6 separate regions of the Mus musculus genome follow, and regions 2, 3, 4, 5 and 6 are each linked to region 1. A link is a contact called in public Hi-C and promoter capture Hi-C data. All regions are on one chromosome and are shown on one strand. The core of a region is the stretch at or near the end of the contact, and the rest is flanking DNA. Distances in the headings are between cores, read along the strand shown.

Region 1 (4,622 bases), core at 478-2,977:
AAGGTTGGGTAGAAAGAATGAAAAAACCCAAAGCACCAGGAAGAGCATGCCTGGGCTTCAGAAATAAAGAAGAAAAAAATCATACTCTGGGGGCTGGAGAGATGGCTCGGCGGTTATGTACTGTTCTTTTAGAGGAGCCGAGTTCAATTCCTAGCACCGACATCTCAGTTTACAACTGCCTAGAACTCCAGCTCCAGAGGAACCTGATGCTTCAAGTCTCCCAGACCTGCACTCTGGTGCACATGCTGGCGTGCACGTGCACACACGCACAATAGAAATAAAAAGCTTGTTTAAAGGCATGGTGCCACGGGGTTTTAATCCCAGCCCTTGGAAGGCAGGTGGATCTTTCTGTGTTTGAGGCTAGCTTGGCCTAATGAGAATACTAGACCAGGTTTGTTAATTTCACTGCAAGTGGACGAGGTTAATGTGCACCACTGGCATGCTTAGTACCCAGAGAGGGGAAAGGGCAACTGGAATTAGAATGATTATGGGCCACCGTGTGGGTGAAGGGAATCAAACCCAACTTCAGTGGTCTGTAAGTGCTCTTAACTTGTGAGCCCTCTCCAGTACTTTCAGCTTTATTACTGTGTTTATGGCTACAACTGTGATTCTTGTCTTCCATCCAGGGGTAAAGCTCAGGTGGTTAGTTAGACTTGGTAGAAGTTGTCCCCTTCCCTTCCATTTTGAGAATGAATCACAGCACAGTTCGAATGCCCTGAAACTTTAAGGTAGCCCAAACTGGACTCAAACTTGGAGTAACCAATCTCGGTGAGTTTTGGAAATAACATCACTACACCGGGTTCCAGAACATGTATTTCAGGTAGTGGAGCTTTTGTGGGTTCTTGAGGCATCACTGGGTAGCTGGTACTACAGTGTGCTAAAACAACACTCCCATTTCCCTGGGGGAAGTCATAACTGTAAAAACAACCCCATGCACTATCCCCCCTACCCCTCAAAAATTAAGACCCAGAGATCTAAAGGAAATAATAAATCGAAGTGTCTGGCAAAGTAAACAGTCACCATGAATATACACCAAATAGCAACGGCTTGTTTTTCATTCACTGATAGCTCTCGGGGATCCTAAATTATTTTGCTTTGTATTCAGCAAAACTAGTTTCAAGTTGGGCGTGGTGGTGTAATCTCAGCTGAGGTCGGAAAATCAACTTGGTCTGTATAACAAGCCCCAGTACTTACTAGCAAGACTGTCTCAGATGGAAAAAAAAATTTTTTTAAATGACGATCACCAAGTCACTTAAATGAATGGAAGTGTTCTCTGACCCCTATGAGGGCGCCAAGGAACATGAGAAATTACTTATAGTGTGGGCGAGAGAGGCCGAACAGACTACAGTGAGGCTCCCCATCCTGTCCACTCCCGGTTTCTGAGGGTGGGCAGGCGACAGCGAAGACCGTACGCTGCGGGACGATCACGAAGCAGCCCGAGTCCTCGAGCCGCAGCAACTTCCGCCCTCAACGCTCCTCACGCCCGCGCCCTTGCGCAAAGCAGGCTGGGAATGCGGAGCCTAGGTGGCCCCGCCACCGCCCACTCCCGCGTCCGGGCCGGCGGTATGGCGTCGGGAGTGGATGACATGTAGAGCCCGCCTCTCTGAGCCTGGCTCAGCTCCGCCTCTGGGCGGTTCGCTCTGCTGTAAAGCCCCGCCTCTGTCCTCCAACCGCACCCCAAAACCCTAGACACTCTGGATCCACCTCCTACGGAAGCCGAAGCGCAGTCCGAATCCGGAAGAAAAACAATCCGGAGGGAGCAGTGCTGCTGAGACCGGAGACCAAGGGCTGCTCCGGCTCGCACTAGATGCAGCACGGAGACAGGAACACACCGGGTTACCGCGAGGGAATAATGTCGGCTGTGAGTCTAAGGAGGCCGAGCGCACCGAAAGGCTTTGCACTCAGGTGAGGACGCAGGTGTAGGCCGGTCGGTTCCTGGCGGTTAGCTGTCTTCAGCCCAGTCTGATTTGTGGGGCTGGATTTCAAAACCACAGTAGGATCAAGGCTGCCCTAGTTTAGATACCCGAATTCTGTCAGGCCAGTACTGAAAGGGCTATGTTAGGATTGATGCACGCTCTAAACTTTGGCTGCCGAGTTGGTCACTGCAGATGCTCCCCAAGCAAGTGTCCAGTTGATTCTTGGAGCAGACAGGGTTAGATTGCTAAGGACCAACATTTGCCCCTACAGTTGTAGATTAGAAGTTTTGTTCCTGTTTTTCAGCAGTACATCATGGGGTCTTCTTGATCGGGCTGTGATCTCTAGAAATCCGAAATCAGATTTAGATAAGATCCTTTAGCGAGGTAAAGCCTGGTCTCATGCCCGCTCTTAAATCACGAGGAACACTGCTAATCGTCCAATTGAGCGTAATTCGCGGTGCATGGATTTGTTACTAATCATCAAAGTTGAGGATTGGGATGCCAAATCCCGAGTTTTATTTTTTATCCACTTAGAGTGGGAATACAAGGAGCCACTGAGTAAAGAAACCGGTTACCTGCCGGACAGCAGGGGGAGACTGTAAACAGACAAAATGACAGTCTCTCAGAGGACTTGAGAGGAAGGTTTTTGTATTATTTTGTTTATATTCATAGGGAGAGGCAGGGAGCTGCTTGAAGCTAACCAGGAATTTTTTTGTTTTGTTTTGTTTACAAGTCACACTTTAAGAACAGGCTCTGGTGGAGAAGGAAATGCCCCCCTCCCCTTTTTGGGTGGCTCTGCGGGATCTTGTGCTTCAGTGCCTCGGTATTCTTGGAACTCAGGTTTCATCTGTAGAGTCTGAGCTCCTGCTTGCTCTGTCCTGGAGACAGTCTGGGCTTCTTGGAGTGTTGCTATAGCAACACCCTCACTGAAGGTCTCCCTAAGTCTTCGCTTTTCTGAACTTGTGATGGATGTGGTGGTATTTAAGAGCTGTTGATTATTTCTCCTGATACTGAGACTTGTGGAGAGCGGAGGTTGGAATGTTATGTACCAACTGGCGACTTGTCCCAAGAGAGAGTAGACTCGTGAGACAGATAATAAGAAACCTGTTACTCAGAAACTTGTCCCTAGGCTACGTGAAGGCCTTGGCAGGATTTGTTGTGTGCCAAGGATCTGCAAGGTAGGAGAGGGGAAGGGAATACGCTGTCAGCCTCTCTCTTTCTGAGTTTCTGTTCTCGTAGCTCTGAAGCACATGGCCATGCTCAGTCAACCTCCAATTCCCTCTCGGTGCTCTTGGGAACCCATAGGTTGAGGAGTAAGCATGCAGAGTTGCTGACTGGGCCACAGAGGATGAGTGAGGTTTCTGTAGCTGGAGGGGCTAATAGGTTCCTGTCTCTCAAACGCAATCATTCTTTCCTTCTGGCCAATGGCATTTGAGCTCCCTTTGGCAGCTCTGTGCCAGGTACTGCCAGCTATGGGCGACTGTAAACCTGCCTAGAAGAGCCAGTTGGAGGGAGGGAAGAGATTCCTGCTTTCCAGGCATGAAAGGGAAGGTGAAAGCTGGGTAATCCACTGCTCCTTTTCCTCTTTCCTACCACACGATGCAGAAGCAAGCTGGGCATAGTGAGATTAACAACGTTAATCTCAGAATTTAGGAGGCAGAAGAAGGCTGATCTCCGTAAGGAGTTGAGGCCAGCCAGGGCTGCATAGTGAGACACAGCCTCAAAAGCACCAAACAAACAAACATGCAGACACATTTCCCATGATCACTGCAGCGGAAGCCTTGCACATACCTAGGTCTTTGCCTGCTATCTGGAAAAATCTTAGCCTCCATCCCCTGTGACTTAACATCCTTTCCACAGCGTACATGTTGTGACGTGGAATGTGGCCTCCGCAGCCCCCACTGTAGACCTCAGTGACCTACTTCAACTGAACAACCAAGACCTGAATCTGGACATATATATCATTGGGTAAGTGTCTGAAGGGCCCCTGCACCCCCTATCCCTGTAGAGGGCTGATGTAACCTGTCCTCGCTTGTGTTAGAGTCTGAAGGGGAGGAGCTTTCATCCTCCCTGGGTCCAGTCTTGTGTTTCTTGTCCTGGGTCAGCAATGGTTATGGGTTGGAGGTCAACAGCCACACAGCTAGGAAAGGGAGGCCTCTTGGTCTTCAGAATGCAGGCCTGAGAGTCTGATGATGGCTGTGGGAGAGTCAGTATCCTCCAGGCCAGGGGTGATCCTCTGCCTTGGAATGGTCAGTTTGCAGGAAATGAATTTTGGAATCATAAGCCTTCTTTCTGATGCTGCTTTTGAAGACCCATGGAGCAGTCTCTTCATGGATATGCTTTCCCCACTGAACTTTGTCAAGGTAAGTTAAATTTCTGGGCAGTGGAGGAATGTGTTTCACCTGCGCTGACTTGAGTCGCTTGTCTGATGCGTTTCCCTTTCTCCCATGCAGCTAAGTGTTTGTCTGATGTACTCCTCTTTCTTCCACTTGGCTTTTCATGTTCTTTTCCATTCATCAAAAGGTTTAAAGCTCACACTACACTTGGCTGCCTGGAACGCCTGCCTGCCTTATGCTGTCTCAGTCTGAGCGATGAGTCCAGGGGTTAGCTTCACACCTAGATGTTTTCTCAGTCTTATTCCTGGCCTACCCTCTGGTCTCTCCTTACTGCCCAGCATGAAATCTCTTGAGTGTAGCACTTGCTACA
Region 2 (4,667 bases), core at 110-2,609, 530 kb after region 1:
GCTGTTTAGCCAGCCTAGCTCAGTGAGCTTCAGGTTCAGTGAGAGACCCTGCTTTAAAAAGTAAGGTGGAGAGACACTGATCTCCTGCCTACACACAGACACAGACACAGACACAGACACAGACACAGACAGACACAGACAGACAGACAGACAGACAGAGAACACAAAAGAACTTCCCTCCTAAAAATGTAATTTACAAGGCCAAGAGATGGCTGAGCAGCATGAGGTTCTAACAAGCTGGGCTTCAGTCCTGAACCATAGAAAAGGAGACAGAACTGACTCTGCCAACTTGTTCTCTGATCCCAGTCCATGCACTGATGCACACGCTTATGACTCTCCCCCCATAGTAAATGTCTTAAAAATGTCTTTCAAGAGATCATAAAAGTCAGGTCTGGAGGCATGCACCTGTAACCCTAGCACTTGGGAGGTGGAAGTCTGAGGGTCATAAGGCCAAAATATACTTCATGAGACCCTGTCTCAAAAAAACCAAAACAAAAAACCCAAAAACAACAAAAAAGCAAGCAAATTCAAATAAGACTCCATGATATGCACTAAGGTCGGTCTCTTGCTTTTCAAGGTTAAAAAGCACAGCTGCTCTGGTGGGCTTGGGAAATTCTGTCTGGGCAGGGCACCTTCCTTTGGCCCTACTGCTGCTGTCCTGAGTGTTCTCAGCCACTGAGAAGATAAGTTCTGAAAGCAATCTCTGAGTGTGCTCCAGGGAAGAGGGGCACACGGGTGTCCTGACCTGTGAAGCCCAGTATTTTGGCCCATCCGTAATTCCCCTCGTCTGTGCCAGTCAGCTGGAGATGCCCATCAGCAAGCCACCCACCAGAGTCACAGTTCTATCCCTAGGAGCTGACAAAGACAGAACCAAGCATGCTCTGCTGAAAGTCCCCACTCGAGCTTGCATTTCAATCTGCTGGAGAGACAGATGGAGGAGATGACAGGAAAAGCGATTATTTCTTCTGGGCTTCCTCTCTGTCTGGATTCTAAGGAGATGAATACAAAATTCCATCACAGACTGAAATGTGATCTAAACATTCTTGAAAACACGGTCTTGTTCTCTGAAATCCGAGCTGCCCTGCTGGCAACCACGTGAAGGTGGGGAGAGGCATTCCTGAGGCCTGCCCTTTCTGGGGCTCACTCCCCCATGCTGCTCTAGCATGGCCCACAGGTAGTGGCCAGGATGTGCTCCAACACAGCACGACCAACAAACACTCCTCAAGAATCATCAACTTCTTTTCATTTTCTTAGAATTTCACATACCTGAGACTCTCCCAAGTAGTTTAAGGTTCCTGGTGAGCCATTCTAAATGTAGGTCACACAATACAGTAGTTCTATTCCAAATAGCAGCAGCCTGGGCCTATTCACACATGAACCATAGGCTGGAGATGTAGCTCAGCCATAGAGCTACACACACTTGCCTAGAATTCAGGAAGCCCCAAGCTAATCTAAGACACACCAAATATTCAGTGTAGTTGCATGTAGGACTATTTGAGCTGAAGTGTAAAGATAATAAAAGAGTTCTTGCCTTCAAGAAGTCTACAAACTAGCCAAGAGGATAGGCAAGCCAAGGAAGAGCATGAGCTCGGAGGCCTGGCACAGCAGAGGGCTGAGAAGTGACAGGTAGGAAGGGCACACATCTGTCTCCCCTCTGTAGAAGACTAGAGTCAGATAAAGGTCAAGTCTCCTTGGACCTGAAATTATGATTCCTTTGGTGTTATTCAGATGGGAAAAATAAAACTTCATTATTTAAAAAGCAGTATTTGAGCTGGCCTTTAAATGGGTAAAGCTTTAAAATGTGAAAACTGGAAAAAAGGGAAGCAAAAACCCCAACAAAACAAAAACAAAAGCACTCAGGCCTTAACAGAGAAGACTGATGGGTGACCCGATAAGAGGCAAATGTGAGCAGGATTATCCAGAGCTGTCTAGATCAGGATAAGAAAGCAGGAAGACCCTCCCTAAACTACACAGGCTGGGGTCCTAGTCTGACTAAAAAGAAGAAACTGAAGTGAATAGCAGCCTTTACCTCTCCCTGCCTCCTGACTGCGGATGCAATGTGACCAGCTGCCTAATGCTCCTGCCGCCGTGCCTTCTGGGTCATGACAGATGTCTCCTCGCCAACTGTAAGCCAGAATAAGCCCTTCTTCCCTTAATTTGCTTCTTGTTGGGTGCTTTGTCACAGAGATAATAAATAATTAACACAGGTACAAAGATATGCATGGGTCAGAGAGCACGTGGCATGTGACAGAGCAGAAAGTTTTCAGTACAAACGAAGAGACAGAGTATGAAAACACTGAAGGCAGCCTCAAGCAGCAGGTAAGAAAATGTGTTTGACTTCACTCAGTGTCAGGAGGCACAGAGTGTTCTGAAGAGGCAAATGGCATGACACAAGAAGTGGAGTTAATCAGCACAATGAGACCTTCCTACTGATTATCACTCCTAAGGTCCTGTTAACATGGGACCAGGTAGACAAAGACGAAGTAGTAAACCTGTGAGAGGTCGGGAAACAGGATACCTTTAGAGAGCTAACAGCAACAAATACTCATGATAAGAAAAAGGTTAGGGGCCGGAGAGATGGCTCAGTGGTTAAGAGCACTTGGCTGCTCTTCCAAAGGACCTGGGTTCAATTCCCAGAACCCACATGGCAGCTCACAACTGTCTGTAACTTCAGTTACAGGAGATCCAACACCCTCACACAGATATCCATGCACACAAAACACCAATGTACATGAAGTGAAAATAAATACATCACTTTTTTAAAAAGAAAGAAAAAAAGAAAAAGGACAGAGATAGGCTGTGTACCATGGATACCAACAGAAGGGGTATATTATGAGTGAACAGAATGAAAGCCATAAATGTAGGAAGCAGAAATGGATAAAACTAAAAATGAATCTAGGGCAATAGCCCAATCGCTAAGATAGGTGGTTCTCAAGTACAAAGACCTGAGTTCAATCCCAACACCCACAAAAAGCCTCATACAGCAATACACGCCTGCCTTCTCAGCAACAGGGAGGCAGAAACAGAAGGATCTTTGGGGGACTGCTTGCTAATTTAGTCAAATTGATGAGCTCAAGGGTCAGTAGACAATTCTGTCACAAATATAGGGTAGAAGCAAGACACACACACACACATACACACACACACACACACACACACACACACACACACGATAAAAACATAAATAAGATGTCTGGAGAGATGGCTCAATGGTTAGGAGCACTCAATGTTCTTGTAGAGGGCCCAAGTTCAGTTCCCAGCACTCATATGGTGGCTCACAACCATCTTGGAATTCTAATTGATATCCTCTTCTGGCCTCCACATATGCATTAGGTACAAATGTGATCCACATACATGCAGGCAAAACACTCATACACATAAAATAAAGACAAATACAAATAAACACAAATAAATAAAAAGCAAGAACAGTAAATATAAAACTGAAAAACTTAACGTAAGAGTCGAGACATCTTTGAGCCATTAGCAGCAAAACAGGGGTGCTGCAGATGAGGAGACCTCTACCTAGGATGAGAGCCTTTTTTACACTCTAAAGCTAAGCAGCATTGAGTGTTTTCTGAAGCTAGAGAGAACTGGCCACAGTGGGTTGCATGTGTAATCCCAGCAACTGGCAGGCTGAAGTGGGAGGACTGGGCTATACAGTCAACACTGTCTCAAAACCACCTAGTGCTCGGTGGAACACTTGTCTGGTGTGCACAAGGCCCTGGAACTGATCCCCAGCACTGCAGAAAAGCCAAACAGAACAAGGGAGGAGGGGGCATCCCAGTAGAGCATGGCTGGCCGAGGATTACTAACTGAAAGGGAGGGCTAGACGGTGCGGAGAGGAAAGAGAAAAAGGCACACTCAGCACCTGTTATCGCAGCTATCTCAGAACAGAATCCAAATACACGAGAAACGAGTTACCTAACAGACACCATTCGCCCTTCAGTTACCGAAGAGACCTCCTCTCCATAGGCTTCTTTCCCCTTCTCCCCCCACCACAGCCCTCCAAAGTGAGACTGGCACACTAGAACGAGCCCAGTCCTGCTGGCTGGCAGAGCAGGTGAGGAACCATGGCTGCCTCACCTCAGCATCTCCCACAGCAATCTAACTGTGCCCGGCAACCAGGCTGCAGACCAAAGCCGGCACAGGACATAGAAGGATGAATACCAGGACCCTTCAGTTCATCCAGCAGAGCCTGCAGGTTGCTGGCCCTGGGTGAGCTGTGCATTAATACGTGAGTGATGCGGATCTGGAGGGCACTGAGTGAGAGTCCGTGGCTGGTCTTTAGCCCCTGACATGGTGGGGCAGGTCAACCATGCTTCCTGCTGTATAGGAACAGACTAATAAACTGCAAACAAACTGCTCAACTTTTGGTCACTTGGTTTTTTGGTCTTTATAAAATTAGGGGACTGAAACCAACGCAGAGGGATGTGTCACTTACTTGCCTTCCATCCTGCCCCACATTTGTCTGACCTCTTACGACAGTCCGGATATTGTCATCCAGTCTCCTGGCCAAAAGAATAAAAATCAGAGGTAAGATACAAGTCATTCAAGTAAACACTATTCTGGGGAGAAAATCAGCATTCACTCACCGACCTTTCCAGGCTGCGTCTATTTAGTGCAGAGTCCCAAACAAGTACAAGCAGCAATACAAACACAAGAAGCTG
Region 3 (4,822 bases), core at 882-3,381, 710 kb before region 1:
GCAACAGTGTACTATACATTAATGTACAGTGTATATACATTAAATGAACAAATAAATTTTAAAAAACCCTGTTGTTAGTGTTTTTTAGACAGGTGTTACTATATAGCTCTAGTTGGCCTGGAACTCACTATGTAGACCAAACTGTCCTCTTGCCTGTGTATTTTTGGTGCTGGGCATGTGCTACCATGTCTGGCTTATGTTTTGGAGATAGAGTCTACATGTTCTTTGGTTTAGCTTTAAACTCAATGGACTCAATGGTGGAACACAGCCTTAAAGTTTGATCTTCCTCCCAAGTGCTAGAGTTACAGCATGTGCTATCATGCCAGGAGCACAAAGCAGGTTTTTTTTGTTTTGTTTTGTTTTTAAAGATTTATTTATTTACTGTATGTGGGTACACTGTAGCTGTAGGTTCTGAGCCTTCATGTGGTTGCTGGGAATTTTAGGACCTTTGGATCAACTCTGCTTGCTCTGGTAGGACCAGCTCTCTCTAGTCAACTCCTCTCACTCCAGACGCACCAGAAGAGGGCGCCAGATCTCATTACAGATGGTTGTGAGCCACGTGGTTTCTGGAATTTGAACTCAGGACCTTTGGTCCTGAGCAGGTCAGTGCTCTTACCCGCTGAGTCATCTTGCCAGCCCCAGCAAAGCAGTTTTTATATTTCCTATTCCTCTCAAATCTTTTGACAAAAACTGCCATTTGTTCTGGCCACTCTAATTAATTATACCCATTCATTTGAGCTGTTGACTATTTCTCAGTCATTGTCTTTCTCTCTCTCTCTCTCTCTCTTTTTTGGTTTTTCGAGACAGGGTTTTTCTGTATAGCCCTGGCTGTCCTGGAACTCACTTTGTAGACCAGGATGGCCTCGAACTCAGAAATCCGCCTGCCTCTGCCGGCCCCTCCTCCCCCAGTGCGGGATTAAAGGCGTGCGCCCGGCATTTTTCTCTTTTGATGGTGAAATATCTGTCACATAACAGGAACTGTATGAGTACTATCAAATATTTTATACTATGATCAAGGCATAACTGGTTATTACTTTTTGAGGTCTAAAGGGTCAATGACTGTGTGAGACAGGGAAGAAGGAAAGACTGGAGAAAGGCAGTCTTTGGATAGGAAGTTTCTCCACCCCACCGTTTCTAATAGGAGTTAATGGTCAATGAGCTTAAAGTACCCATCTTCTAGTCTAATTAACTTTTTGCTTCCTTTTTGGGGGACAAGGTCTTCTAATATGTTGCCTTGATTAGCCTCAAATGTGCTATGTTGCCCAGGCTTGAACTTGCAATGCTCCCACCACAGCCTTTGAAGTACCGTGAATATAAGAATGAGCTATTTTTACCAGCATCAGTAAAAATTTAAAGATGTAAAGATGGGAGAATTGACTTGAGTACTAAAAAAGTAATTTTAAAAAATTCTCAATGCTAACAGTAATTCCCAGATCGAATAATTTCCTTCTTTTTTTACCTCCACACAACGACCTCCAGCAAGTCTTAGGGATGAACTGTCATAGACTTTAGTACTCTGGTACAATCAAACGATACACGGAGCAATTTACTTCTTCCACTCTCTGAGATTCCGTTTACCAGTAATGGGGATAATAATAAAAGATATTTAAACTCCACAATCCAGGCCTACGGTAAGGAGACTTCGGCCTAAAATGATCGGAGGAGGCCGGGTTGTAGGATGTCTCCGTCAATCCGAGCCCCAGATCAAAAGCAGTGTCCTCGGTGGTCACCGCAGCAATACTGGCATCCCTAGACCCGAATGCCCACCTGACATGGGCGAGTCACACCTGGCTGCGCCTCACCTCGCCTCCAGAGCGCTGCGCCTCCACCTCCGAGCCTCGGCGGACCGTCCTAGCTTTACACCTCTGCGCACGCGCACACGCCGTCTCCGCGGCCGATTCGCCCGCTCCGGCAAGGCCCTAGTTGAACGTGCTGAATGCTTTTGCTCCCAGTGCGGCCACCGTCGTTTGGGGAGGGCAGGCAGGAGGGGGGCGGGGAAAAGGGTGGGAGTGGGTGAGCGCGCGCCGCCCGTCCGTCGTGGTTTCCTGGCTGCGCGCGGCGGTGGCCGAGTCGCCGCAGCTGTAGCAGCCGCCGCGAAGATGGCGGAGGGGTTGGAGCGTGTGCGGATCTCCGCATCGGAACTGCGAGGGATCCTGGCCACTCTGGCTCCGCAGGCCGGGAGCAGAGGTGAGTTGCGCCGCCCAGCTGCTGGGCCGGGCCTGCCCGCCCCGCCTCCCTCTCCTCTGCCTCCTCCCCGCCCCGTCCGCGGCGCTCCGAACCCCCGCCCCTTCCCCAACAGTGCGCCCGGGCCTGCGGCGGCCCCTGGGAGACAGCGAGGCTGTCGCTCCGCTCCCTCGGGCCCTCGGGGCAGAGCCCAAGCGCGAGTTTCAGCCTCCGCCCTCTTGCTCGGCGCGGCGCCGTGGTTGTTCTCCGGTGCCCTAACCCTCTCACGCCAGCGCCTGAGTTCCAGTCCGGAGGAGACACGAACTGGCTTGGGTGCTAGGGTCCGGTAGAGGCCCCGAGACGTATTGTTCCCAAAAGAATAGTCTGTGTATGTGTACCTTTCCGTAGTCCTCCGTTCCGCGTCGGAGAGGAGGAGCTGGGGAAATTGAGGAGAAAGGCTTAACAGGCTAGGACTTCCTTTGCTGAACTTACCCCCCCCCCCCACCCCCCAAGGCTGGTTTCTAGTGCTAGGCCACTGGAGGGATCCAGGACCTCAGAGAGCTGACTCGGTTTTGTTTTGGTCTTGGCGTGTGTGGGAGCAGTTGTGATCAGAGAGAATGCTTAATTTGCCAGTCTCCATTCGCATCAGAAAAGCGCGAGAAATATTTTGGTGTCTGGTCTCCTTCATTAGCCAGTGTTGCTTAGGATGACAGTTACAGAAGATACCTTCTCTAGGATTGTGGCTAGAATTTGTGAGGTTGGTTTTTATTGGCCAACTGAATTGGATTAACCAGGCTGTTTTCTCTCTCTCCTCTGGAAAATAGTAGTCACCACCTCTCCTGGCTCCGCCCCAAAACTAAGTTTAAAAGTTTACTCAGGGTGCTGAGGTTAAACGGCTTTATCTTGGTTCACATTTGGTGGAGAAGCTAAACTTTTGCCAAGGCAGCAGTATCTTTTATTTTGTGTTTGTTTTTCTTTTGAGACAAAGTCTCACCTTGTAGCCAATACTGGCCTTGAATTTACTGTGTAACCCAACCTGGCCTTGAGTTTGGATACTTTTCCTGACTGAAGCCTTCAGAGTGCTGGAATTATATGCATATGCCACCATACCCAACTTTCAAGTCAGAAACCTAAAATTTTAGTTTCGCCCCCACCCCATCCCCCAAACAAAAGTGGGTATAGATGCAGGTGTATAAATACTTGGCTACCAGCTTGTTTGCATTTGTATATACATTATAATTCTGTACTAGGATTTTATATAACTTGAGTACTGGATAATATTCTCACTAGTTCCTGTCACTTATGAACTGTTTAGTAGGTATTTTTAGTAGTCTCTCCACTGTAAGCAACAGATACTTACAAAAAAAAAGCTGTTTGCTACTCAGTGGAGCTTGGAGAGTGGTTTATAAAGTCCTCTCCTCCTCCTCCTCTTCCTCTTTTCCTTTGTTGAGACAGAGTCTCATATAGTCCAAGTAAGCTTCAAACTCTGTGGCCTTGAACTCTTGATCTTGCTGTCACTCCCCAAGTGCTGGGATTTGGAGGCATGGATTTGGCTGGGCTCTACTGTTCTTGAGTCCTTTGGTCCTTTGAGAGCGTGTCACAATTCGCCCATTGGTGCCTAGGAAAAGCTCCTCTAGTGGAACTTTTTTTTTTCTTCTTATATTCTATCATCATAGTAGCAGTTAGTCTCAGTATTCTAATGACATAGTCTAGGCAGTATTTTCATGAAATGATTCTGTTGGTTGTTGTTAGAGAGTTGGTGAGGATGAATGGTGTTGAAGATTGTAAAAGGAATTGCTTAATATTTGATTCAGTAGGAGGTATGTGATTGGGGTGTTGGTATCCTAAAGTTGTAGATTTGTTGTGATCAAGTTCACACACTGAAGTTGAAGATAGTTTCCCAGAGATATCTAGGACTGAGGCTTGCTATGCATGCCACTCTAATATGTGTATGTATGTGTAGATATATGTTTACATATGTAATATAATAAGTAAATAATGGTGTAATATACGATACATATATACCAGTAAATATGTTTATGCGATGCTGGGGGCTGCCCCTAGTGGCCTCCTATATATGAGACAGATACACTGGGCTACATTTCTTTCTCCTAATATGATAACCTAGAAATATTACAGACAGGAGAAATGCTAACCAGATGTGATATACACTCTTGTAATCCAGAACTTGGATGGCTGAGGCAGGAGGACTGAATTTGAGGTCTCTCTGGAATATCTATGGTGAGACTGTGACTCAAGAAAGGAAGGAAGGAAGGAAGAGGGGCTCAGCAGGTAAGAGCACTGACTGCTCTTTTGGAAGTCCTGAGCTCAATTCCCAGCAACCACATGATGGCTCACAACCATCTGTAATGAGATCCAAAGCCCTCTTCTGGTGTGTCTGAAGACAGCTACAGTGTGTTCATATACATAAAATAAAAGAGAAGAAAAGAAAGAAGGGGTAGACTTACAGGTTGTGTAGACAGAATAATTTAATGCCTGAACATGTTAGAGATCTTTGATTCTGAAATAATGAACTAGTTTGGGGTCTTTAAGATCTGAATAGGAGCCGGGTGTGGTGGCGCACGCCTTTAATCCCAGCACTCGGGAGGCAGAGGCAGGCGGATCTCTGAGTTCGAGGCCAGCCTGGTCTACAGAGTGA
Region 4 (4,904 bases), core at 1,042-3,541, 590 kb after region 1:
AGACAGCGGTCACTCATTCACTGAGTTAAGAACTGACATTTAAAGGGAGGCCATGTGGGGGTTTAATCAAGATAATGGATTCAAATCCTAACTCAGTTGTTAAAACATGATGTGACTTTACACTTTACTGAGTCTCCCGTCTGCATACATGAGAATATATGTATGCATATATACATGAGACTATAATCTTCATGGTATGGGAACCACATGACACAGGACATACACTAATCACACTTTTGTAACTATTCTGGTATTGTTACCTTTTTGAAGCATCTCCCAGGTATGGAAGAATTGGATGGGTTATATAAGCTATCTTAACCATAATCAGACCATCAAGAGCCTGATTTAAATGCTCAAGTGTTGGCAGGACTAGTCTTGTCAATATTTTGTCTCCTCCAGTGCAGAAACAGACGGGCACAGGTCTTTCCCAAAGTGTATAATCTGGCCTAGAAGCTGAGTGCAACACCTTGTCACGGTCACTGCTAGCTCTCTCCTCAGTCCTCTATGCTCCCAGAAACACATCTGCCCTATTCTCATAGGCCAGAGTCGGCAGCAAAAGTACTGACTCCAGTGAACAGCTGTGGTGGCCTATCCCGTTAGTCCCAGCTCTCTAGTGATGCAGATTTTTATGAGGCAAGCCTGGTCCACGTACTGAGTTTCAGGCTAGCCAAGGCTACATCATGGCTACCATCTCAAACTTCTCCTACCCCCAGGGAAAAAAAAAAATTACTGACACCAGGCAACTAAAAAATCTCCTGGCCACTAACCATTTACTGTCACTGCCTGCCCACCCCAAATCAAGGCTCAGCACTCCCACAAAACCCAGACCTGAAGGCAATCCAGGGTTCTTTCTGTCTCAGGTTGGTCTGCCGGCCCCCGAACACATTTCCTTATAACTGTAAATGACATTTTATTGCATTAGACATCGGCTTAGCAGAGCAAATGTCTGCGGCCAAACATGTGCCTTTCAGAGACTGTGTACATGTGGCTTGAGAAAAGTCCCAGACTCAGCTCATAGCCAGGGGAAACTCAAAGGCTTTTTTTTTTTTTTTTTTTTTTAAATCAGTAGCTGGTGCTAGGAAGTGACTGGTTACTTTGGTAGGCACTGTGCTGGGTGGCATACTTGTATTTTTTTCTGAGATAGGCTCTTGTTATATAGCTGGAACTGGCTTGAAACTATACAGACCAGGTCGGCCTAGAATTTTGAGATCCTCCTGCCTCTGCTTCCAGAGTGCTAGTTAGACATAAGCTACCACACCCAGCTTGACACCTATAAAAATCATGTAATCGTCAAACTAACTTCTTGAGGATTATAACTCCTGTTTTGGAGATGGGAAGCTAGAGGCCCAGGCACAACTTTGCAAGGTGTCTCAACTAGGGAGTCAAGCCTTGGCAGCACTCTTCACAGCTGCAGGGCACGAAACTACCATTCCACACTAAAGAGCTGGCTAGGGACAAAGACATTTCTCCACAGCGTATTATTTGCAAATCTTGGAGTACTTCCCAGGACGGCCTCCTAGTCTTACCCTCTAAAGAGCACACCTAGCAGGGTGGAGAGGGTTGGCAGATGGCCACAGATTTCTATCAACTCCGCCTTACTTCCAGACCTCGCCTAGGAGGATACTCCAAACCAAGCAGCACTCGAATTCGGATTCAAAAAGTGAAATCTCAGGCTGCGCAACTCCTGCTCACAAGAGAGGGGTGGGGGTGGGGTGGTCGCTTTGCGTGAGTCAACGAATGGGGTCCTGTTATGCACGTGGTCGCAAAGAAAACGCCAAGCCTCTGGGAGAAAGACAGTATCAGTATTTTTGCTTTATGCACTAGGCGACCTAATAAGAAACATGTTCACTAACTCGGCAGTCATTTAATAACGAAGAACTCTCCGGACGTCCGTCCCTCCCAGCCCGGCATTTCCGAAACACGTGCAGTAGCCCTGAGCATTTCCAGGAGAATCAAGGCTATATTCGCTCCCGGTTTCCCACTGGGAAGACACTACGAAGGACGGAGGAGGACTCTAGGAGACCGTCATGTGGTGGGGCTACAGGATGGAGGCCGGCCTCGCGACTGCGGGTCCCCCAAAACTCCTCAAGCCCCCAGCCTCCCGAGCACCGTAGGAGCAGTGCAGAGCCTCAGCCTGCCCAGGAGGTGCTTTGGGGGGGTGCGGCCCAGGGGCCGGAGTAGGGAAGTGGGAACCCACCTAGGTCCATGGCGGCGACGCTGGCGGCGGGCTAGACCGCCCCTCCTAGTCCAAGGCCGCGAACGCGTTGCCCGCGCCACGGCACAAAGGGCGGCGCTACAGGCGCGTCACAGGCTCCGCCCACAGCGCTTCTCCGCTTCCGTGCTGTAGTCTGCTAGCCGCTGCCGTTCAAGGCGCACGCGTACTCCTCTCCAACAAGCTCGCAGCGTCGAAGCCACCCTAGCCACAGCGCCCCCTCTCGGCCTAGGCTTCCCAGCCTTCTTAACCACAGGTACTGTTGGCTGTCTCCATGTGGAACCTGACCCCTTCAGGCAAGGAGGTCGAACCCCTTAGTCCAGACCCCTCATTCACCCTCACTCAGGAACCCCGGGCAGCTCTCGCCCCGGATTCACCCACATGGAATAACTTTCCTTCAGCTGTGTACTAACCAGCAGCGGATCCACGGGATTCATCCCCCCCCCCCCCAAGACACACAAAACTCCCTATATGCTTGCTTTTCATGCTGCACTATCTCCTATAGGCAACAGCAGAGTCAACTTTCAGAGCTCATAGGTGCTTTTATAACTTTGAAGGGCAGTCACACTGGAAAAAGCTCTGCGGGGCAGGAGCAATTGAATGGATTCCTGGTCCTCGATTTGTACGTTATTAAACACACAAACGCCCCGTGTTCATCCCACACATTATCTCTTTACCCCTTCTTTCCAAGGCCTAACAATAACATGGTTTGCTTATTTCCAACTTTCTTCTAGTACCCCGCATCACTTAAAAACAGAAGCATTGCCTCTGGTATACCAATGAGCCAAGTGGAGTTTGAAATGGCCTGTGCTTCACTCAAGCAGCTGAAGGGGCCTGTGAGTGATCAGGAGAAACTGCTGGTGTACAGCTTTTACAAACAGGCCACCCAGGGCGACTGTAACATCCCTGTCCCTCCTGCCACAGATGTGAGAGCAAAGGCCAAATATGAGGCCTGGATGGTAAACAAAGGGATGTCCAAGATGGATGCCATGAGGATCTACATTGCTAAAGTGGAAGAGCTGAAGAAAAAGGAGCCATGCTAAGAGCATTTTGGCAGACACAAGGAAGTAGCATGGCTCCACTGGTAGGGGACGGGTTTAAGATTCCTGATGGCTGAAACACACTGAAAGGGTAGCAGCGTTAGCAGAAACACCAATAAATCATTCAAACTGCATGAGAGTGGAGTCTGTGGCAAAAGAGAAACTTTGAGGGTCCTGGAGAAGTATTTAGATGTGTAGAAGCCTCTCTCTGCTGGGTGAAACTCCATTAATCTGCCTTTCTGTGGTCTGACTGGCATTAATAGTCTTCCCAGTTCCACAATGTGTGTGGATATTTGGCAGAAGAGCAAAGAGGTGGGGTGAATCATGCTATTAAAATAACCAGGGGTGGGGGCTTGGATCTGTATTATCAGGGGTTATCAACACACCAAGAACCCAACAGTACAGAGGAGAAAGGGGCTCTGCCTTCTAAAGAGCTAAAGACAAATAGAAAAGCCCTCACCTAGAACACAGGTCCAGAGAAGTTAGGATTTTGATGGAACTCAAACTTTGAGTGACATGGTGAAGTGGGTCATGCATCACGCACAGCAGCTGAGGGACAGGGAAGAAGGGTGGCCTCAGCATCTCAGTGCCTGAAAGAATCACCTAAGCCTTAGCAACCTAAATGTTCTTAACCTAGGTTTCTGCTTGGGGCCCAGTGATGGACGGACACACACATGCACACGCACATGAACGTACGCACGTGTGGCTCATGTAAGTGCCGGTGTCCATCACTACAGAGGCATCAGTGTGCTAAAATTGTGCCCAGAAGTTGGCAAATGAAGTGTTAAAGTAGAATTCTTAACTTCGTGGTAGCATGGTAGTATGTGTCTTGTCTGAAGCAAGCAGTACTTGCCTGGCACCAGGGTTTGCTCTCTAGCAAATCTGGTCATATAACAGCAAGTTTCTCTAGGCAGTTGGGTGGGGGGTGGGAGCTATACTTTGTTTTATGAGATAGGACTTGGCTGATCTGGATTCACTCTATAAACCAGGCTGGCCATCAGGGATCCATCTGATTCTTCCTCCTGAGTGCTGCATTTAAAGTATGAGCCACCATGATGGCTATAAAGTTTATTGTTTATCATTACATTTTTTTTATTGTGTGCACTGTGTGTGTGGGTGTGAGGGTGCCAAGTGTGCATGTGAAGGTCAGAACACAATTCAGAGTTGGTTCTCTCCAACTTTTACATGGGTTCACAGGATCAAACTCAGGCTGCTAGGCTTTCCTGGAAAGCATCTTTACCTACAGGGCTCTTTGTGGGCCCTATGATGGCCATTTTCTCTCTCTCAGTGATGCAGATATAGGCCAGACTAGACCAGATTAAAAGATTGTAGGGAATTGGCTCTAATGCTTTGTTTTAATTCATCTCCCCAAAGCCTTATTTCCAAATGCTGAGGGTCCCTGCCCCCAGGTGTCTTTGATCAGTACTAAAAAACTGCCATACAGCCAATGACTGGGCAAGGGGCAGAAGGAGATGAAGAGCAGGCAGATTCTCCATGACTTAGAAGCAGAGAGATTAAAGAGCTGCAGGAAAGAAATCATCCAGCAATGTAGGTGTAAAGGGAAAGCCACCCCAATGGAGGCTACCAAGAAGGAAACAGGGCCGCAAAAATAAAATATTGATTTAGAAGGTATTAACTCAGGAATGCCAGAG
Region 5 (4,884 bases), core at 827-3,326, 550 kb after region 1:
TGTTTTATGTATATGAGTACACTGTAGTTCTCTTCACACACACCAGAAGAAGGCATCAGACCACATTACACATTACAGGTGGTTGTGAGCCACCATGTGGTTGCTGGGAATTGAACTCAGGACCTCTGGAAGAGCAGTCAGTGCTCTTAACCGCTGAGCCATCTCTCCAGCCCAAAGTTGAGAATTTTTGCAATTTGGGTGACACTAAAGAATATCCCTGGGGGCTGGTGAAATGGCTCAGTGGGTAAGAGCACCCGACTGCTCTTCCGAAGGTCCGAAGTTCAAATCCCAGCAACCACATGGTGGCTCACAACCATCTGTAACATGATCTGACGCCCTCTTCTGGAGTGTCTGAAGACAGCTACAGTGTACTTACATATAATAAATAAATCTTTAAAAAAAAAAAAAAAAGAATATCCCTAAGAGTCTTCTCTTCCCAACAAGAAGTTTTTTGTTGACTAAAGTCTCCTGTCAACTATATTAAGATGTATGGTCATAATATTAGAAGTAACTGTGTAGGTTTTTGTAAGGTTTTGTTGATAGAGGGAGAAAGATCTTCCTTAAGGGAACTGACATGGGGTTATAGTGTAAGAAGAAGCACATTAGGAGCTATGGATATTGCTTTGTGGTAAGACACTTATCTCATGTGCCAAGGATTTGTTCAACCTCCAATACTAATAAAAAAGAAAGGAAAGAAAGAGTGTGTCTCATTTAATGGCTATTGGGAAGGTAGCCCAAGTAAAATAATTCTACTACTAATAATTAGCATATATGGACCATTAATACTTTATTTTTTTGTTTTTCAAGACAGGTTTCTCTGTGTATCCCTGGCTGTCCTGGAACTCACTTTGTAGACCAGAGGTTGGGGAGACGTGTGCATGTGTATGTGTGTTTTGTCCAGGAGTAGTTTTCTCCCTCTATTTTGAGGATCCTGGGGAAGAGACTCAGGTCAGCAGGCTTGGTGGCACAGTGCCTTTACCCACTGAACTATCTCACTAGCCCTCAGTCTTTTAGTTATGGTACAGATTTGTCTTAGTTTGCTTTACATTGCTGTGATAACACAGCATGACCAAAAACAACTTGTAAAGTAAATAATTTATTTGGATTACAGGTTATAGTATGTCGTCATCAGGTGAAGCCAAGCCAGGAAATGGAGCAGAAATCACGAAGGAATGTTACTTACTGGCTTGCTTTCCATGGCTTGCTCAGCTTGCTTTTCTATACAATCCAGAACCTGCTGCCCAGGGGTGGTACCTCCCACAGTGGGCTGGGCCATTCTACAGCATCAACCAAGAAAATGCCCCCACAGATTGCCCGTGGGCCAATCTGATGGAAGCAATTCTCAACTGAGGCTTCCTTTTCCCAGATGACTCCAGCGAGTGTCAAGTGCGCGCGCACGCGCACACCAGCACAAGGGTCATTTTCCAGTATGCCGCCCCACAACCCTATTCTGTCATTCGTTTCCGCAATGGAAGTATCCCACTGCCAATTCCAAACCACTCCAAGAGTTTAACCAGAGAAATGGAAGAAGCCGCACTAGCTGGAAAATGAATAGAGTCTTAAAATCAACCATAATCCGAATTCTCTAGTCACGGGGCTCCCTCTAGGTTTATCCTGTCAAAGAGGACAGCTCGGCCCAAACTCAGCAGGGCGTAACAACCTCGGAAACACAGAGCCTAGAGAAGACGTGTTCGGTCCCCAGGCTGAAAAACCCATCCCCACCTTTACCACCATCCAGACTTCCGCTCAGCATAAGAACCGCCACCTTTCCAGCCTAGCAGGGGAGATTCGACCCTGGCCTAGAGCTGCCCCTTCCACCGCAGCTTCCTCCCGAGGGGGTGGAGCGCTCACCTGCTCGATGGCGAGTTGCACCTCTGGCGTGAGCTGCAGCACAGCCTCCAGCTCCTCCACAAACTCCAGTTCCTCCTCCTCCATCATCCCGCCGCTCAGCCCCCGACGCCCTCTCCAATCCTGCTCGCGACCTGTCTGTCACCAGGACCCCAGAAGAGCAAGCCTCCAGGTACGGGGCTCGAGGGAGCCGCTACTTACTCGGCTAGCCTGGCACTTCCGGAGAACTGGGCACTTCCGGGAACCGGGGGACTCTGGGATAGCGGAGGACTGACTTCCGCAGGCATGGCTGTCAAGTCCCTGGAAAATCTCCAGACAACCCTTAACCTCAAGTTCCCTGTTCGCACGCGGCGGGTTCTTAAGATTGAAAGCCCTCTCTTCTTCGCCCAGGGCGCATCCCCCACCAGCGCCGTAGTGTCGCCCGGGCGCCCCAGAGAGCGGTAGCCACGGCAGTGTCCCAATGGATGGGCAATAAGCCCCGCTGGCCATGAAGCCAACGTGCAACCCGCTCGCTGGATCCCCTTGGTCTAGGGCAGTCTGTGTCCCCCTGCCATCGGGAGTGAAATGACCCCAGCTGGTAAGTGGCAGTGTTGCCAAAGACATTTGAGGTTTGGGAGAGCTTCTGCTCCTTAGATAAGGATCTACTGGGCAGAATTGTCTGAAGCCTCCTCGCTAGGGTGGGGAGTAAGGAGAAAAGCGACCCAACGCTGGGAAGTGTTTGGTTTTTGAGACCGAATGTCCGGGCTGTACATCCTTATTTACACCCTTGATAACCTTATGATCTTGAACAAAGTATTCCCATCTGCCCTGCTTACACTACGTTAGATGGGGTGACATTAAATATGGAAGTATTATGCAAACTTAGGCAGGTAGTACAGGAAATGTTAGGGTGTTTAGCCGCGTACATTACAAAAAGAGGAGCCAGATAGCCCTGTGGAACCGCTTTTCCAGCAGGCACTGGAACAATGATGGAATTGCAGCCAAGGGAAGGGTTGCCTTACCAGTTCAACATTGTGAAAACCTCGACAGAGGAGTATCTGGCCCTGCTGAACTTTTTTTTTTTTTTCCGTACATATAGTTTTATAAAAATTGCTTCAGGAATAATATAATTTGCTTTTTTTTTTTTAGTTTTTAAAAAACATTATAGTTTTAGGAATGGAATTTTATTGTTGTTTTAGTTTGCCCCCCAAAAATGTGTGAGTAGTATAAGTTTTAGCAACAGCAACAAAAGAATGCTTTAAAATATAATTGCAGGAGGACTGTGAGAGACATCAAGATGGCTCAGCCAGTAGAGCATTTGCCCTCAAGCCTGATGCTTGAATTCATCCATCGAACCCACATGTTGATAAGAGAGTTCTAACTTCCACAAGTTACCCTCTAACCTCCACACATATATTATTGACTCATAAAAGTATTATTTTGACAATTATTTAATGACATAGCGATATATGCACAGTGTATTTCAGAAAGCAGAATATTTATTTCTGAGAGCAAAATTGGCTGGGTGTGATGGTACAAGCCTATAATCCCAACACTTGGAAGGTGAAGAGTAGGTGGATAAGGAAAATGTACTGTCTCAACCAAAAGCAAATGACAGGGAAATATATTTTTTCTTTATTTTCCCACACATCTACAATCAACATATGGTACTTTTTTTTGTGTTTGTTTGTTTGTTTGTTTGTTTTTCAAGACAGGGTTTCTCTGTGTAGCCTTGGCTGTCCTGGAACTCACTCTGTAGACCAGGCTGGCCTCGAACTCAGAAATCTGCCTGCCTCTGCCTCCCAAGTGCTGGGACTAAAGGCATGCGCCACCACTGCCCAGCTTTTTTTTTTTTTTTTCTCCATATGGTACTTTTATTATCAGAAACCATAGGTGCTGTCTGGATGTGGTGGCACATGCCTATAAATACCAGGATTCTGGGACCTGAAGCAGAAAGATGGAGAGTTTGAGGCTAGCTGGACTATGTAATGAAATTCTGTCTTAAAAATCAAAAAACAAAGGCTGGCAAGATAGCTGAGCCATTAAAGATGCTTGTTGTTCTTCCAGAGGATCCAGGACTTAAGTTCAGTTTCCAGCACCTTCATTGAGCAGCTGGCCACCGTGGAACTCCAGCTCCAAGGCATCAGACATCCCCTCCAGGAACACCCACACACAAGATGCACATATACATAATTTAAAAATAAAGGGGACAGAGAGATGGCTCAGCAGTTAAGAGCACTGGCTGATCTCCCGGACGACCTGGATTCAATTCCCAGCACCCACATGGTGGCTTACATCAGTCTGTAACTCCAGTTCCAAGGGAGCCAGCACCCTTTTATAGCTTCCTTGGACACCAGGCATGCACACGGTCTACACATATACATACAGGCAAAACACCCATACACGAAGAATTAAGAGATAAAAATAAGGTAAAGCTGAAAGGTGAAAGCGGGGTAGAGTGAGAGGAGAGAGAGAGAGAGAGAGAGAGAGAGAGAGAGAGGAAAGCATGTGTATCATTCTTGAAGGAACAGGAATGTGCAGTTTTATCGTGCCTTATTTTTCTATTTTAAATTAGATAGAATTTGCATGCAGTGAGATTAGCCGTTTCCGGTTTCCAGTGCTGTACATGAGCTTTGATAAATGCATGTTGTCATCGTGTCAGCACAGCACAGTCCGGCGGAGACACTTCCATCATCCCCTCCTTCACACCCACTCTATTGTCTGCAAATCACTGGCTGAGTTTTCCAGAATGTCATATAAATTCTCCAGGAATGGAGTCCTACAGCATGTCACCTTTTGACTCTTGTCTTCTCTCACTTAGCATCGTGGATCTGTGATTCATCTGTGTTATTATTTGTGCCATCAGTTTGTTTCTTGCTCCGTTGATTTGTCTATCTACTAGGTGATTTGGAAAACATCCGAGTTGTTTTAAATTCTGAGACGTTGTGAATAAAGCTGCTATAAACGTTCCTGTCTAAAGTTTTCTGTAAGTTTTTCATTCGCTTAAGTGTATGCCTAGGAGTAAGATTGCTAAGTGGTATGGTCTGTCTGTGTTTA
Region 6 (4,322 bases), core at 1,676-4,175, 610 kb after region 1:
TGAGAGAGTGTGTTCTGCTCGGAGCTACTCAGAACCTTAGCTTGTAAGATAAGGCGTCATACCCATTGCATGCAGCTTTGCAGCCTTCTTCAAATTCCTCATGGCGGAGAACCTAGTAAAGAGAAGAGAATAAATTATAAGTTCCACTCGTTGGAGTACTGGGGATTTCAAGGACTTGTGTTAGACGAGAGCTCTAATGCTGAGCAATGCTCTTAGCGCTCAACTTTAAAGGACTGTCTCACTGTGTAGCCCAGTTGCTCTCAAACTATGATCCTCCTGGCTCAGCCATCCTCATGCTGGCACTTCAAGTGTACTAGTATTGTACGTAGCGCATTTATGCAAACTAACAGGACATAAACATTATCATTTGTTAGCTTTACTAAGAGAAACAAGCAGACCTTCTACGATAGGTATAGCAGAGGTAAGAACATCTTAAGATGGGCCTGGTAGCACATACCTTTAGTACTAGCACTTAGGAGACAGAGGCAGATAGATTTCTGTGAGTTCAAGGTCAGCTTGGTCTACATAGTGAATTCCAGGACAGTTGAGGATACATAGTAAGACTCTGTCCTGCCCCCACTTTCCCCCAAAAGAGTTGCACTCCTAAACAGGTTTGAAATCTCTTTAGGGTAGGAAGCCACCTGTGGTAGAGAAGTGTGTTTAGCACTCGAGACTGCAGTGTGGAATGCTGAGCACGCTGTTTTAGACTCAGTTTCAGACTGAGTGTGACAACTCTGTTGGTGAAAATGGATAACCTGTTTGGAGAGCCGAGACAGAACCTAGAATACAGAAAGCTCTCACTGTCTTGGTCTCTGCTCCCCACCTCCTTTTCTCCTGACACAGTGGCTCATTATGTAGCGGTCTGGCTTGCTGCTTAGTGTAGGCTGGCCTTGAGCAACTGCTGGGATTGCAGGAATGGGCCACCACGCTCAGCTGTTTGCAGTTTTCATCCCTACTGCTCTCAAAAATTACAAAAGTCATCTTTCTTAGCTGGGCATGCTGGCACTCCGGAGGCACTGAGGCAGGAGCATCTCAAGTGCAAGGTCAACCTGAGCTACCTACTGGCCCTGTCCCCACATTAAAAAAAAAAAAAAAAACCACAAAACTTACTGATTTCTTTCCTTAATACCATCTTAAAGATATATTCCTACAGCACAGCTCTGGTGGTATCACAGGCTCCCCTTTACTTTAGCATAAAATCCAAATTGCTTTGCATGCATAGCATTCAAGACAACACCAGAGACGAACCCAACCTGTACCTTCTCACACCCCAATCTCTTCACCTAGCCAAATGCACATAAAATCAGTGTCATTTTCCAAATATCTCCACATCACCTATCCAGGCCTTCTTGAATAACTTTCCCCTCTAACCCTGGTACGTGGAAATGTTCCTTTTCAGGGTCAATTTATGCAAGGTTCTCATGAATTATTTCCTGAGAGCCTAGGTTGGTAAATCTCTCCTTTTGCATTTTTAACATAAAAGTAGCTATTACTTTACAGAACACAAACTACCTGTGAGTCAGTTACCACCTAAAAGGTAACATGTTTAATCTTAACAACAATCTTTTGATCAATGAAGAAATAGAATAATGACATGTAGTATCACTAAACTCTGACTGGTAGGTATAAATCTAATATTTCCTACATCATGTGCTCTAATTGGGAACAAATGCCAGAGTCATTTAGTCTATACCTAACCTTACCATGGTACCTTCAAACACCAGGAGTGTGTGTGTGTGTGTGTGTGTGTGTCTATCTGCCTGCCTGCCACAGGTCAGATTCCCTGGGAGTTGTAGTTACAGATGGTTGTGAGCCATCCAACACCTGGAACCCATCTTACACCCTCTGGAAGAAGAGCAATCATTCTTAAAAGTTGAGCCATGTCTCCAGCCCCTACACAGCAGATATTTTTATGACTAACCTGTGTTGACTGATTTGTGCAACTTCCTTTACAGTCCTTACCTCCTGTACCATCTCTACACCCAGCTAGACTTGGACTGCTACAAGTCTGTTAAAAATAAATAAATAAATTCTGCACTGGTGTGCTCCTACCTCCCTGGCTTACCAAAGAGCTCAATAAACCTTTCCGCTACACTTTCAGCTAAGTGACCCCCTTAGAATCACAGCTTCTCAGACTGTTTCCAGGTACTAGGAAGGCGACTTGATTCTGACCTCATACTTACATCTGGGCTGTTTAGAACAGAGCCACAGATCATGAGCACCTACGAAAGAGACCGTTCAAACTTGCTCGGACAGGGCTTGTTCGCGGAATCCGATGGCGGAGTGCTTGTTTAGCATGCGCAAAGCCATGGGTCCCCCTCCCAGAGCCTAAATTTCAAATCCGCAGCTCTGATGGAAGCCGAAATTTGCTGATCACACCCAAACCTTTCAAACCAGGAGACCGCTCTGTCGTGAACTGGAAGGGGCTTTTTAAAATAACGTTTTGCCTATCAACGCTCCTTCACTATAGACAGCAGGCTCCCCAAGCCAGGAGTGTAAAAAATATTTGAGAAGGGCTGTAGGTGAACGTGCGTAGACAACACAGCTGGTAGGTGAGTCCCCTTTCAAAGGCTTCCCAACCCGAAAGAGGGGGGCTCGCAAAAGCTGAAAACACCGGCGTGGCAACGCGGAGTCTAGGGCCTGGCGGCTGGGGTGGCCGCGCGCCCACGGCGTCTTCCCTCCCCTGGTGCGGCCCGGCCGCCCATCGGGGTCTCGCGCTAGCCCCGCTCGGTCCCGGTCTGCACCTGCATCCCCAGGACATCTCGAAAGAAATGCACTGTCTGGAAGCGGTTCTTCACTTTGAAAACGAAGTGCAGAGCTCGACGAGTGGCCATGGCTCCCAACACGAAAACCGAGTTCCAGGCAGAGGGACACCCCGCCCACCAAACCGGGAAGGATCGTCGGGTGACGTCACTAACACTCGACCGCGCGCTCGGGTGAGGTAGCGCGCGCCAGGGGAAAGATGGCAGCGCCGGCGAAGGGCATGTGGTGCTCCCTGGGATCATTGCTGCGGGTGGTCCAGACTCGGGACCTCAACGCTCGGCGCTGGGTCCGGGCGCTGCGGCGTAGCCCGGTGAGAGTGTTGTCTCCCTCGGGACAGGTGGAGGAACGGAAGCGCGCTCCTGACCAGCAGCCTCGCAAGGCGGTCCCTAAGGCCAGTTCCCAGGGACAGCGACAGAAACAGCCTCTTGAGACATCCCCATCCCAGACCCCTCACACCTGGGAAGAGGCAGGGCTTCGCTACGATAAGGCCTTTCCCGGGGACAGGAGGCTAAGGTGATATGTTTTTGAGACTTGTCATCTGCTCCCGTTTCTTTTCTTGCTTCACTGTGAAGCTTCTGGCTCTTACTGTTTCGACGGTGCAAAATAAATGTCGTCTTTTGAGGCTTGTGCGTGTCTGTTAGAACTTCATGTATCCCTCCATGCCAAGAGCGTTGATAATCATCCCCTCTCTGTTTGCACCCACAGCAGTGTGATGACAATAGTTAAGTCCAGGCCTTTTCGGGAAAAGCAAGGGAAGATCCTACTGGAAGGTCGCAGGCTGATTGCAGATGCTCTCAAGGCTGGAGCTGTGCCCAAAGCGTTCTTTTTTAGCCGTCTGGAGTACGTCAAGGAGTTGCCGGTAGACAAGCTGAAAGACGTCAGCCTCATTAAGGTGAAATTTGAGGACATCAAGGATTGGTCAGACCTAGTAACGCCACAAGGAATAATGGGTCAGTGATATACAGTGTGCCAATATCTGGGATTTCTATTTCATACAAGTGTAGTATCCTAGACTTTCTTGTTCATACTTGTCTTAAGGTAACGAATTTTATTTAAATCAAGTTTAAATTTTTATTGACTAACGTCTAAAAAGAAATAGGACTTCTCAGGCCTCTATGTTTTGATGGTATTTTACTGGCAACTGAACCAATTTCTCATTCATACTTAATTGTGGGGCTTTTGCTTGTTTTTGACAATTGTAGTTCAGGCAGGCTTCACATTCTGTATGTAGCTATGGATAGCTTCGACCCCTGACATTCCTGTTTGCACCTCCTTCCTGCTGAGGAGGCATGAAAAAAAAAAAAAAAGCCCAGTTGTTGTTTGTTTGTTTGTTTTATGGAATGTTAAAAACATTTTATGAGCCAGGAGTAATGCAAGCCTTTAAAATTCCAGAATTTGGAAGGCAGAGGCAGGCAGATTTCTGAGTTTGAGGTCAGCCTGGTCTACAAAGTGAGTTCCATGACAGCCAGAGCAAACATTGAAGCCCTATCTCAAAACAAAACTTTATTTTGTGTGTATACGTGCATGGGTTAGAAGACAATGTGAGGATCGGTTTTCCC

What was found. Promoter capture Hi-C pulls out the DNA fragments that hold promoters and counts their contacts. A called contact is a pair of places that touch in the nucleus more often than the background predicts.
Region 2: a promoter capture Hi-C map of cranial neural crest shows a contact between it and region 1. The contact joins the enhancer-like site here to the promoter of Inpp5k in region 1. A contact is called at or near these places in 5 of 39 promoter capture datasets (the 3T3-L1 cell line, cranial neural crest, hippocampal neurons and 2 more), 4 of 484 Hi-C or Micro-C datasets (brain, cortical neurons and uterus), 5 of 115 datasets of contacts at active chromatin or transcription factors (astrocytes, bone marrow-derived macrophages, double positive thymocytes and 2 more) and 2 of 9 other capture datasets (adipose tissue and pancreatic islet).
Region 3: a promoter capture Hi-C map of pre-B cells shows a contact between it and region 1, with 4 times the contacts expected there. The contact joins the promoter of Srr here to the promoter of Inpp5k in region 1. A contact is called at or near these places in 5 of 39 promoter capture datasets (the C10 cell line, hippocampal neurons, liver and 1 more) and 7 of 115 datasets of contacts at active chromatin or transcription factors (the SCID.adh cell line, bone marrow-derived macrophages, effector CD8 T cells and 4 more).
Region 4: a contact with region 1 is called in a Hi-C map of CD8 T cells, with 5 times the contacts expected there. The contact joins the promoter of Gemin4 here to the promoter of Inpp5k in region 1. A contact is called at or near these places in 4 of 39 promoter capture datasets (cranial neural crest, hippocampal neurons, liver and 1 more), 2 of 484 Hi-C or Micro-C datasets (CD8 T cells and regulatory T cells), 3 of 115 datasets of contacts at active chromatin or transcription factors (astrocytes, double positive thymocytes and memory CD8 T cells) and 1 of 9 other capture datasets (liver).
Region 5: a contact with region 1 is called in a promoter capture Hi-C map of hippocampal neurons, with 4 times the contacts expected there. The contact joins the promoter of Vps53 here to the promoter of Inpp5k in region 1. A contact is called at or near these places in 9 of 39 promoter capture datasets (the 3T3-L1 cell line, 3T3-L1-derived adipocytes, cranial neural crest and 5 more), 4 of 484 Hi-C or Micro-C datasets (CD4 T cells, brain, cortical neurons and 1 more), 5 of 115 datasets of contacts at active chromatin or transcription factors (astrocytes, double positive thymocytes, embryonic basal ganglia and 2 more) and 2 of 9 other capture datasets (adipose tissue and pancreatic islet).
Region 6: a promoter capture Hi-C map of pre-B cells shows a contact between it and region 1, with 2.6 times the contacts expected there. The contact joins the promoter of Mrm3 here to the promoter of Inpp5k in region 1. A contact is called at or near these places in 7 of 39 promoter capture datasets (the 3T3-L1 cell line, the HPC-7 cell line, cranial neural crest and 4 more).

What each region holds. Positions count from the first base shown.
Region 1 is chr11:75,629,293-75,633,914 of GRCm38.p6, forward strand. It overlaps Inpp5k (inositol polyphosphate 5-phosphatase K), which reads left to right and starts at 1,728. Exons shown (of 12, transcript NM_008916.2): 1 at 1,728-1,905; 2 at 3,777-3,884; 3 at 4,171-4,279. The coding sequence starts at 1,808.
Region 2 is chr11:76,159,357-76,164,023 of GRCm38.p6, forward strand. Vps53 (VPS53 GARP complex subunit) reads right to left here. Exons shown (of 22, transcript NM_026664.4): 4 at 4,442-4,508. It overlaps Gm46252 (a long non-coding RNA gene), which reads left to right. Exons shown (of 3, transcript XR_001780093.2): 2 at 4,406-4,533. Among named protein-coding and RNA genes, the nearest start is that of Gm46252, 11 kb to the left of the region's middle. Within about 2 kb of position 1,360, at least 33 of the 459 cell types and tissues checked have an H3K27ac peak or open chromatin away from gene starts, as enhancers often do.
Region 3 is chr11:74,923,817-74,928,638 of GRCm38.p6, forward strand. It overlaps Srr (serine racemase), which reads right to left and starts at 2,132. Exons shown (of 9, transcript NM_013761.5): 1 at 1,803-2,132. It overlaps Smg6 (Smg-6 homolog, nonsense mediated mRNA decay factor (C. elegans)), which reads left to right and starts at 2,038. Exons shown (of 19, transcript NM_001002764.2): 1 at 2,038-2,187. The coding sequence starts at 2,100.
Region 4 is chr11:76,215,281-76,220,184 of GRCm38.p6, forward strand. Gemin4 (gem nuclear organelle associated protein 4) reads right to left here and starts at 2,292. Exons shown (of 2, transcript NM_177367.3): 1 at 2,198-2,292. The coding sequence starts at 2,207. Dbil5 (diazepam binding inhibitor-like 5) reads left to right here and starts at 2,333. Exons shown (of 2, transcript NM_021294.2): 1 at 2,333-2,468; 2 at 2,947-3,385. The coding sequence starts at 2,992. The coding sequence ends at 3,255.
Region 5 is chr11:76,177,562-76,182,445 of GRCm38.p6, forward strand. Vps53 (VPS53 GARP complex subunit) reads right to left here and starts at 2,077. Exons shown (of 22, transcript NM_026664.4): 1 at 1,852-2,077. The coding sequence starts at 1,938. It also overlaps a transcript of Tlcd3a not described here.
Region 6 is chr11:76,240,811-76,245,132 of GRCm38.p6, forward strand. Mrm3 (mitochondrial rRNA methyltransferase 3) reads left to right here and starts at 2,926. Exons shown (of 4, transcript NM_183263.5): 1 at 2,926-3,276; 2 at 3,469-3,713. The coding sequence starts at 2,963. It overlaps Glod4 (glyoxalase domain containing 4), which reads right to left and starts at 2,889. Exons shown (of 9, transcript NM_026029.3): 1 at 2,745-2,889; 2 at 63-112. The coding sequence starts at 2,834.